Regions from separate parts of the Mus musculus genome. Here all the other regions are linked to region 3. The links are chromatin contacts, called in public HiCAR-type maps. All regions are on one chromosome and are shown on one strand. The core of a region is the stretch at or near the end of the contact, and the rest is flanking DNA. Distances in the headings are between cores, read along the strand shown. Region 1 holds the start of Chfr (checkpoint with forkhead and ring finger domains). Region 2 holds the start of Gtpbp6 (GTP binding protein 6 (putative)). Region 3 holds the start of Rpl5 (ribosomal protein L5).

Region 1 (2,700 bases), core at 120-2,619, 2.2 Mb after region 3:
ATATAAGAAATTATTTGGAATAAGACTTTCATTTTGACTAGTGGCCGAGTAAAGTTTAAGTTCCTAAGGCCTATTGGGAATTGACATCCTACTTGGCAGAAAGAAATATGTACATGGGTACTGTGACAAGTTAGGACATGAATGTTAGGTAAGTCAAGTCCCTGCAAGTTGAGTACCCAGATCAATGGGAGCAGGGTACATATACAACAAAGACAAGTTCCTAAGTAAACCCTCTATCCCTAAATCCTGATTGGTGGAATAATTTAGCACAGATGTTTGTGGATTTTAGGCTTAAAAACTCTATATAATCTTAACTGGGGGGTGGGGGTGAGGGTCACAGTTCAGTTCCCAAATGTGAACAGTGGCCCAGCCAATCACATTAGAGATTACCTAATATCCACCCCCCAATAAGAAGGCCCACACACCCTTGACTGCGGACACCATTTCAAAAAATGTGACCCACATACTGCTTGTTTCTTCAGAATAAACGCTCTTTGTCTTTGCATATTATCTATGTCTGGGGTCTTCTTCGGCGATTTTCAGACCGGTACAAATCCATGTTCCCGGAGGCAGCCACTGCTACTTTTATATCCTTTCAAAAGTATTTGAGTAAATCTTTGTAGACATAGGCAAAGACGCATTTCCACATATATTTACAAATGTGTCTGTGTATGTGTTTTCTTTTTACAAAACAAACAAACAAACAAACAAACAAACAAACAGATGTTTAATACTTTTTTGAAGCTGTTCACCAGCAAAGACATTACTCCGAGCTGCTCAAGAACCACTGTGTGTGGACTTTGCTTCTCTGTCTTCAGTGACTTTCTTCCAGGGCATTGTTTTTGCCAGTGTTTCTCTCTCACCGGGGGGTCACCAACATGCTTGTAGCATACAACTCGGGAATGACACAAGATCCTAAGAAACAGGATTTAAAGATACCGCAAATCAGCCCTCAGAGACGAGTTACCTGTTTCTATTCTAATTGACATCTTAAATTATGCTCCTTGCGAAGGGCTGGCCCACTGTACCAAGCTTTCACATTTTGTAATCTGACGTGTGAAAATAGCACCTTATCTCGGAATTACAAGTGAGGTTTTAAGGACCTTCCGATCTATAAGTTACTCGGTCTTTTTTTTTTTTTGGCCCGAATCTAACATGGTGCCCTCCACAGCTACTTCCGTGCTTTTGCAGGAAGGTAAGTGCGCCTGCCTGCCAGCATCAAAGATGGCAACAAGGTGCACATTCTCTCATCTGCGCAGGCTCCGATCGCTCCGCCCCGCCCCCTCCGGATAGCCTTTTCTGGCACCGCTCTAGCCGTCGCTCTCGGTGGGCACGGCCGCCAGCCAATCACAGGGCGTACCGCTCTGCTCCCCTCCCCCTCGCCTCCCGTGGATCAGCTGGGGTACCCGAGATGTCTGTTGACAGCGGTGGCGGCGACTGTAAGGCCGGTTCCGGGATCCGCGCAGGGCGTGGGGTAAGCTGGCCGGCGGGTGGGGTCCTGGCTGGGGAGGCAGGCGGCGGCCAGGCTATAGCAGCGGTGCTGAGCGTTTTTTAAGTAGTCCCTGAGCCGGCGTTTCTGGGTCTCTGTAGATGTGAGTCCTATGGAGCTACACGGGGAAGAGCAGCCGCCGCCGCCGCAGGAACCCTGGGGGAGGCTTCTTCGTCTAGGCGCAGAGGAGGACGAACCCCAGATCCTTCTTTGGAAACGCGAGTGGACCATCGGAAGGAGGAGAGGTGCGGTGGCCAGAGTGGAGTGAGGACGAGGATAAAGGCTAAAGGGGTAGACAGGGATGAAGCATAGGGACCTAAAGTGGGTACCCAACTGAGAGGAGACCGAGGGCCTAGAACAGGATCGAAGACCTAGTCAGAGTGGGTTTAGATGGGGAAACCGACAGGGGGTTTGAAGTGGGAAAAGTACCCGGCTGGCGATACAGAAGCTACTGGAATTCGGGGGGTGTGTGTGTGTGCACTGTTTTTCAACCCCCCCCCCCCCCCATAAAATGGGCTTATTTATTTGTGCAGTTGCTCTTCTGGATGCTTGATGATGGATATCAGTCAGTTCTCAGTACAACTTTGTGAAATAGATCTGTAAATATATCCTTCGAAATACGATCTTGTCCTCATTACTGTACACTTCTCTTTCTCAATGAAATGCAATTAGAAATTATTAACAAAAGGAAAACTGAAAAAAGGTATGTAGAAATTTGACACCACTGTTAAAAGGTTGACGGGTGAAAAAAAATAAACCACAGGGACTTTAGAAAAAATGTTTTGTGACAAATGAGAACAAAGAATATGCTGGAAGACTAGGACACTGTTAAACCAGTGCTCTGAGGGCAACTTATAATGGCAGGGTTTCTATTTGAAAAGATCTCAAAGTCCCAGGAAATAGAATAATTTATTTAATGAACTTAGGAAACTGAGAATTTGAACAAAGTTATACACAGATCCCAACATCGATTGCTTTGGGTCAAGGACATACATTTCTTTTTTTCGTTTGTTTTTGTTTTTGTTTTTTTTGGGGGGGCGGTTATGAGGCAGGGTTTCTATGTATAGCCTTGGCTGTCCTGGAACTCACTCTGTAGACCAGGCTGGCCTCAAGCTCAGAAATCCACCTGCCTGTGCCTCCCGAGTGCTGGGATTAGGACATAGATTTCTATAACTTGTGTCCACCTTATTTTGCTAGGAGGATTGATAAAA
Region 2 (2,700 bases), core at 95-2,594, 2.2 Mb after region 3:
GGGGGACACAAGGGAACCTTGGTCGGTGGCGCCATCCTCTCCACGTTCAGGAACACGGACGTGATGTCCTGGCATCCCTTGATCTTTTCTGGAGCACAGGGAGTGGCCCGTCATGGGGTTAGGAGGAGGACGGGAGGCAGTCTGACCCATCCTACACCAGCGCAGGTGAGGCGCATGCCCAGCGGCCAAAGGTGAGGTACCGCTCACCTGTCACGTCCTGAAAGTTGCCCTTGCCGAACACCAGCCTGCTGCCAGGCGCTGCGCTGGGCACCACCAGGGTACTCGCGACCGACCATCCTGGAAGTGCGCGCACCAGGGCGGCCGCCTCTGCCACCTGCCACTCCGCTGTGAGGACACAAGGGTCCATCCAGTCAAGGGCCGAGCGGGAAGACCTCGGACCACGGCGGTGGACAGGGTTAGCTCTGGGATGAAACCGCGCCCGCGCAGAGTCCGCATCCCCCGCCCACACCATGTCCCCACCCTGCAGCTCACATCACAACCCTAAGAAGCTCGCCAGGCCATGATCCAAAGCTCTACCAGGGAAAGGCAGAACCTCTAGGACTCGCCCCCAGCGCCCAATGTTCCCCCCCCCCAGACTCCGCCTACAAATTTAGGATAGTCCCGCCCCAAGGTCCCACCCGGAGCACGCGCAGCCTCACCCATCGGGCAGGCCCAGGTACCATCACATGCTCAGCCAGATCACGCCCCCAGCACGCAAGCTCGCCAGACTCCGACTCCACCAGGAGAGCAGCCACGAACCCAGCACATCCCAGACTATCCACACTCTCTACCGTACGCCCGATGTCCATCATAGTACCCTGCCCCCAGTGCTCCTCCCTCGGCTTCTCCTTCCTTTCTCGTGACTCCGCCCCTTCCAGAACTAGGCGTCACCGCCGCCCCAATTCCCCGTGGCCTTCCTGTATAGCACTAGTAAGTTTCGGCCTTCAGGTCCTCGCCCCTTCCGGCTTCCCTGCTCAATCCCCACTCTCGCCCTACCCGATACCTGTGCTTCGAGGCTTTTTTCCGGCCGGGCGTTTGACGTCAGGATGCAGGACGCAAACGCGCTGTGTATCCAAGGGCAGGAGGGGTGGGGCGCGGAGCAGCTCATCCTCCTCTTCCTCTTCGTCCTCACGGGGGTCCTCCTCGCCCCCACCACGGACGGGACCGCCCCCCGCCCACGCGCTCCCCCAGACCCGGCTCCCGGCGTGGACAGTGCGGACGGGACTTGGCAGGGTCACCGCGGGGCTCCGAACGAGTTGTACGCGGCGCACACGCGGGAGCCAGAACCCCGGGAGCACGGCGGCGCGCAGAAAAAGCATGGCGCGTGCGCGCGCAGCGAGAGACTGCGGGGGCGGGGGAGGGAGAGCAGGGAGGGACGGGAAGAACAACAGGGCGCATGTGCGTGCCGCGAAGGGTGGCTCTGGGAGGATCGAGAGCAGATCGCTTACCCGCAGCGAAAAACTTGGATAGGGGCGGGGTCAGGGAGAAAGGACAGCAAGGCGCATGCGGCGAGGGGCGGGGCCGAAAGGACAATGCCTCTAAAACAAAACAAATAAAAATAAGCCTAGTGGTGGAAGATCTGAATAGAGTTAGTGTAGGCACAGCAATTTCAAAAGGAACAACACAGGACTCAATAGAACTCAGGGTTTGGCCTATGACAACTTTTATGAAGACAATAAAGTTAGGTATAAAGGACATAGGCTATTGAAATAATCTAGCACTGAATGTTAAAATAGAATTCAAATAAGTTATAAAATGTGTTAGCTTTTATGCTTAGTTATAAGAAATTACAAATATTCATGTTTCTGTTGAAACTTACTTGGGCCACAGGAAACTCTCCTCAACACAGAGGAAGATGGAGTCACAGATGGTAGGCTAGAGGATGTTCAGTACCAAGAACTAGAAGGAACTAAATGGAATATATCTGTGACCTGGGATAGCTGCGCGCTCTCTCTCTCTCTCTCTCTCTCTCTCTCTCTCTCTCCTGTGTATCTTTTTTTCAAGTCATTTATATATTTTCTGGAGTGGAGTTGTGGGGACATATTCATATAAAGTAGGAACAAATCAAGCCTTGGGATGTGTGCTGCTGACAATCCATTTAGCTTACTTGCCTGAAGCAGGGAACTAGGGGATACAAAACAAACAAACAAAACAAAACAAAACCCAAGCTGGAGATGTCTCTCAGACTAGTAAAGAGACTGGCTGCTCCACTGAACATAGTCATGATTAAAATAGTTCAAGATGTCACAGCACTGGTTGCTTCTCCAGAGGACTGGGGTTCAGTTCCTAGCACTCACATATTTGGCTCTTCATGAGTATCTTCCTGGATGCAGACAGTAGTGCTGAAATGTCTAATTTGGGTATAGAAGCCAAGAACATCAAGAGATATTTAAAAGTTAATGAATTCTTCCTTTAAATTATCTGCTTTGGGTGACAGAAAGATGGCTCAGGGGTGCGTTTCCAGAGGACACAAGTTTAATTCCCACCACCCACATAAGAGCTCACAACAGTCTTAGGAGGATCAACACCCTCCTGGCCTCTGTAAGCATGCACACAGTGCACAAGCATATAAGGCACAACACTAATATACATGAAATAAACAAATACATTTTAAAATAAAAAAGAGTTTTAAGAAATAAAATAGGACTGGAGAGATGACTCAGTGGTTAAGAGCACTGTCTGCTCTTCCAGAGGTCCTGA
Region 3 (2,700 bases), core at 88-2,587:
TTTTTTTTTTTTTTTTTGTTTCGTTTTGTTTTTTGAGACAGAGTTTCTCTGTGTAGCCCTGGCTGTCCTGGAACTCACTCTGTAGACCAGGCTAGCCTTAAACTCAGAAATCCACCTGCCTCTGCCTCCCGAGCGCTGGGATTAAAGGCGTGCGCCACCACGCCCGGCTAGGGAAGCAATTTTCAAATTGCATTCTCATTGACTTTGGTTTTCCGAGACAGGATTTCTCTGTGTAGCCCTGGCTGACCTGGAACTCACTTTGTAGACCAGGCTGGCATCAAACTCAAATCTGCCTGCCTCTGCCTCCCAGGTCGTGCACCACCACTGCCCGGCTCTCAGACTTTTTTTAGACTTTCTAAAGCTCTCAGCCTTATAACTGTTCTTTCACGTGTTTAAATAATTGTTTGTATGCATTTCTTTTCCTTCAGGCAGCCCAGGCTGGCTTCCAATTCACTAGGTAGCCTAGGCTAGCCTTGCACTTTCTGATTCTTTTTCCTCTCCCTTCTAAGTACTGAGGCTGCAATTCTTAGCTGCACACCCAGTCCTAAAAAGAAACTTCTTGAGGAAGGGGACTAAGAGTGATGGAGGAGGCGGCGCTCATAATGTCAGGAATTCTGGGGACAATGGAAGCATAAAGGCAACAGGAGAGTGCAGTGGGTTTTGTTTTGTTTTCACCATGTAACAGGTAACTAAGAATTGACTGGAGGTCAGCACTCTGAGAAGTGCTGGAGAATGAAAAGTATGCTTGAAGCAGATGTCAAGATGCTATGCAAAGGCAGAAGAGTCTCTTCTAACTCAAACTTGAGGCTCTGAGGCTGAGCTTCCCGGCGGCCCTGTGTGCTGGGAATTCCGAAATATATATTCCAGAAGTGAGTCAAGTCATGGAGAAGGCAAGATTTCAGCATAGGCAAATTCATGTATTTAACTTAATTTTTACCCCCTCCTGCTTAGAAAAATAATTATATAAGTGTGGTGTGTGTGCGTGCATGCCGAGCGTGTTTTTAAAAATGTCCTCCTGCCCGGTAGTGGTGGCACACGCCTTTAATCCCAGCACTTGGGAGGCAGAGGCAGGCTGATTTCTGAGTTCGAGACCAGCCTGGTCTACAGAGTGAGTTCCAGGACAGCCAGGGTCACACAGAGAAACCCTATCTCGAAAAACCACCCCCCCCCCAAAAAAAAAAAAAAAAAAGTCCTCGCAAAAAGCCTCTATTTCCCTTTCTCATCGCCCATCCTCCATGCTCGTTGAGAGGAGGAAGATGACATTCATCCTCCTACCGGCAGGGGGCGATAGCCCGCGCATCTTGAGGCCTACAGCCACTCTTTCTCACGTCGCTTGCGTGCTGGTGGTGCTACATACTGCGCATGCGTACGTGACTCCGGTCTTTTTCCCCCTTAGCGCGGCCGACTCTGCAGGTCTGCGTGGAGCCGCGGTTGCGGGTCTCTATTCCGCAGGATGGTGAGTGGGCATCTGGGTCTCAGGCCCGTGCGTGCACCGGGGTGCCCCCTCCTCTCGCGGATGCCCGCTCGGGGTCGGCTCGTGCGACCCGGGGGGCAGATGGCATTCGATTCCCGGCTCTGCGCCCGCCGTTCCAGCGTGGCCTAATGGCTGCCGGGTGCCAGCCGGGGGAGGGGCCGCGGCGGAGGGTGCTCGGGACGAGGCTTCCGAGTCCGGCTGCCAGCCGCAGTTGTCTCCGGGGTCGTCAGGAGGCCGTGCCACGGAAGCCCGAATCCCTCGGCCTCGCACAGAGCCCTGAAGCCGGGAGTGTCTGTCAGTGGAGGCCGTGGCGCTGCTGCGTCCCGGAAGGGATGTGGCGGCCCCTGGCTCTTCCTGGCCAGAGTCTGGCCCTGTTTTCAGAGATTTGCTGAGATCGGACTTGAGAGGTGGGGTGCAGCTCTTCATTTGCGAGGAGTAATTGTAGATCGTACTCTGCCATTTGAGCCCGGTTTAGGCAGGGAGGAAGTGAGCGCCGAGTGGTTGAACTTTCTCGGTGAGGTGTGCAGTTGTCGGCACAGATTGGCTCCGGTGTAGGTGATACATCCCGGCGGTTTGGCGTAGGGATCGATCAGTGGTACAGGAATTGAAAGATTGTTTAAAGGCAGTACGAAAATGTCTTTGTACCTGCAAGTTGTAGTAAGGAGCCTGCAGTTGTGGATGGAGCGACTTGGGTCGGTGCCCTATTCCGCCCAGCCATCTTTACGTGTTTTCTGAGGCTTAGTTAGGTGTGTTTGGCGAAGAGAACCAGTGCAACAGCAGTTCTCCATCTGGTTCTTAACCCATCTGTCAGATATTTGTATTAACGATGAATAACTACAAGATTAAATTAACGAAGCAGCAACGAGATTTATGGTTTGGGGAAGGGTCACCACAGCATGAGGAACTAACCTTATTAAAGGTTGAGCACTGCACAACAGCGATTCTTGTTTCCGGTCAGCTTAGAAACATGCTATAGAAGTTGACACTTGTAATAATTTGCTTTTGAAACTTGGGCATGATTTTGTTACATAGTTAAATAAAAAAATACAGACCAAAACCCAGGTGGTTCTTGCCTATTAATTCGGCGCTCAGAAACTACCAAATGCTAGGTCATGTTGGGCTACATAGTTGGCCTGTATCAAAAGAAAAAAGTCATGGGACGAAACAATTAGCAAAGCCCTGATAATTTTTTTTTTCCTTTAAAGGGGTTTGTGAAAGTTGTCAAG

Evidence for each region. HiCAR-type assays count read pairs that join an accessible place to other places.
Region 1: a contact with region 3 is called in a HiCAR-type map of astrocytes, with 6 times the contacts expected there. The contact joins the promoter of Chfr here to the promoter of Rpl5 in region 3. A contact is called at or near these places in 7 of 39 promoter capture datasets (cranial neural crest, hippocampal neurons, liver and 3 more), 1 of 115 datasets of contacts at active chromatin or transcription factors (astrocytes) and 1 of 9 other capture datasets (pancreatic islet).
Region 2: a HiCAR-type map of astrocytes shows a contact between it and region 3, with 5 times the contacts expected there. The contact joins the promoter of Gtpbp6 here to the promoter of Rpl5 in region 3. A contact is called at or near these places in 2 of 39 promoter capture datasets (hippocampal neurons and liver) and 1 of 115 datasets of contacts at active chromatin or transcription factors (astrocytes).

What each region holds. Positions count from the first base shown.
Region 1 is chr5:110,134,461-110,137,160 of GRCm38.p6, forward strand. Chfr (checkpoint with forkhead and ring finger domains) reads left to right here and starts at 1,370. Exons shown (of 18, transcript NM_001289577.1): 1 at 1,370-1,474; 2 at 1,591-1,734. The coding sequence starts at 1,602.
Region 2 is chr5:110,106,853-110,109,552 of GRCm38.p6, forward strand. Gtpbp6 (GTP binding protein 6 (putative)) reads right to left here and starts at 1,345. Exons shown (of 10, transcript NM_145147.5): 1 at 1,004-1,345; 2 at 208-345; 3 at 18-88. The coding sequence starts at 1,319.
Region 3 is chr5:107,899,191-107,901,890 of GRCm38.p6, forward strand. Rpl5 (ribosomal protein L5) reads left to right here and starts at 1,338. Exons shown (of 8, transcript NM_016980.2): 1 at 1,338-1,456; 2 at 2,680-2,700. The coding sequence starts at 1,454.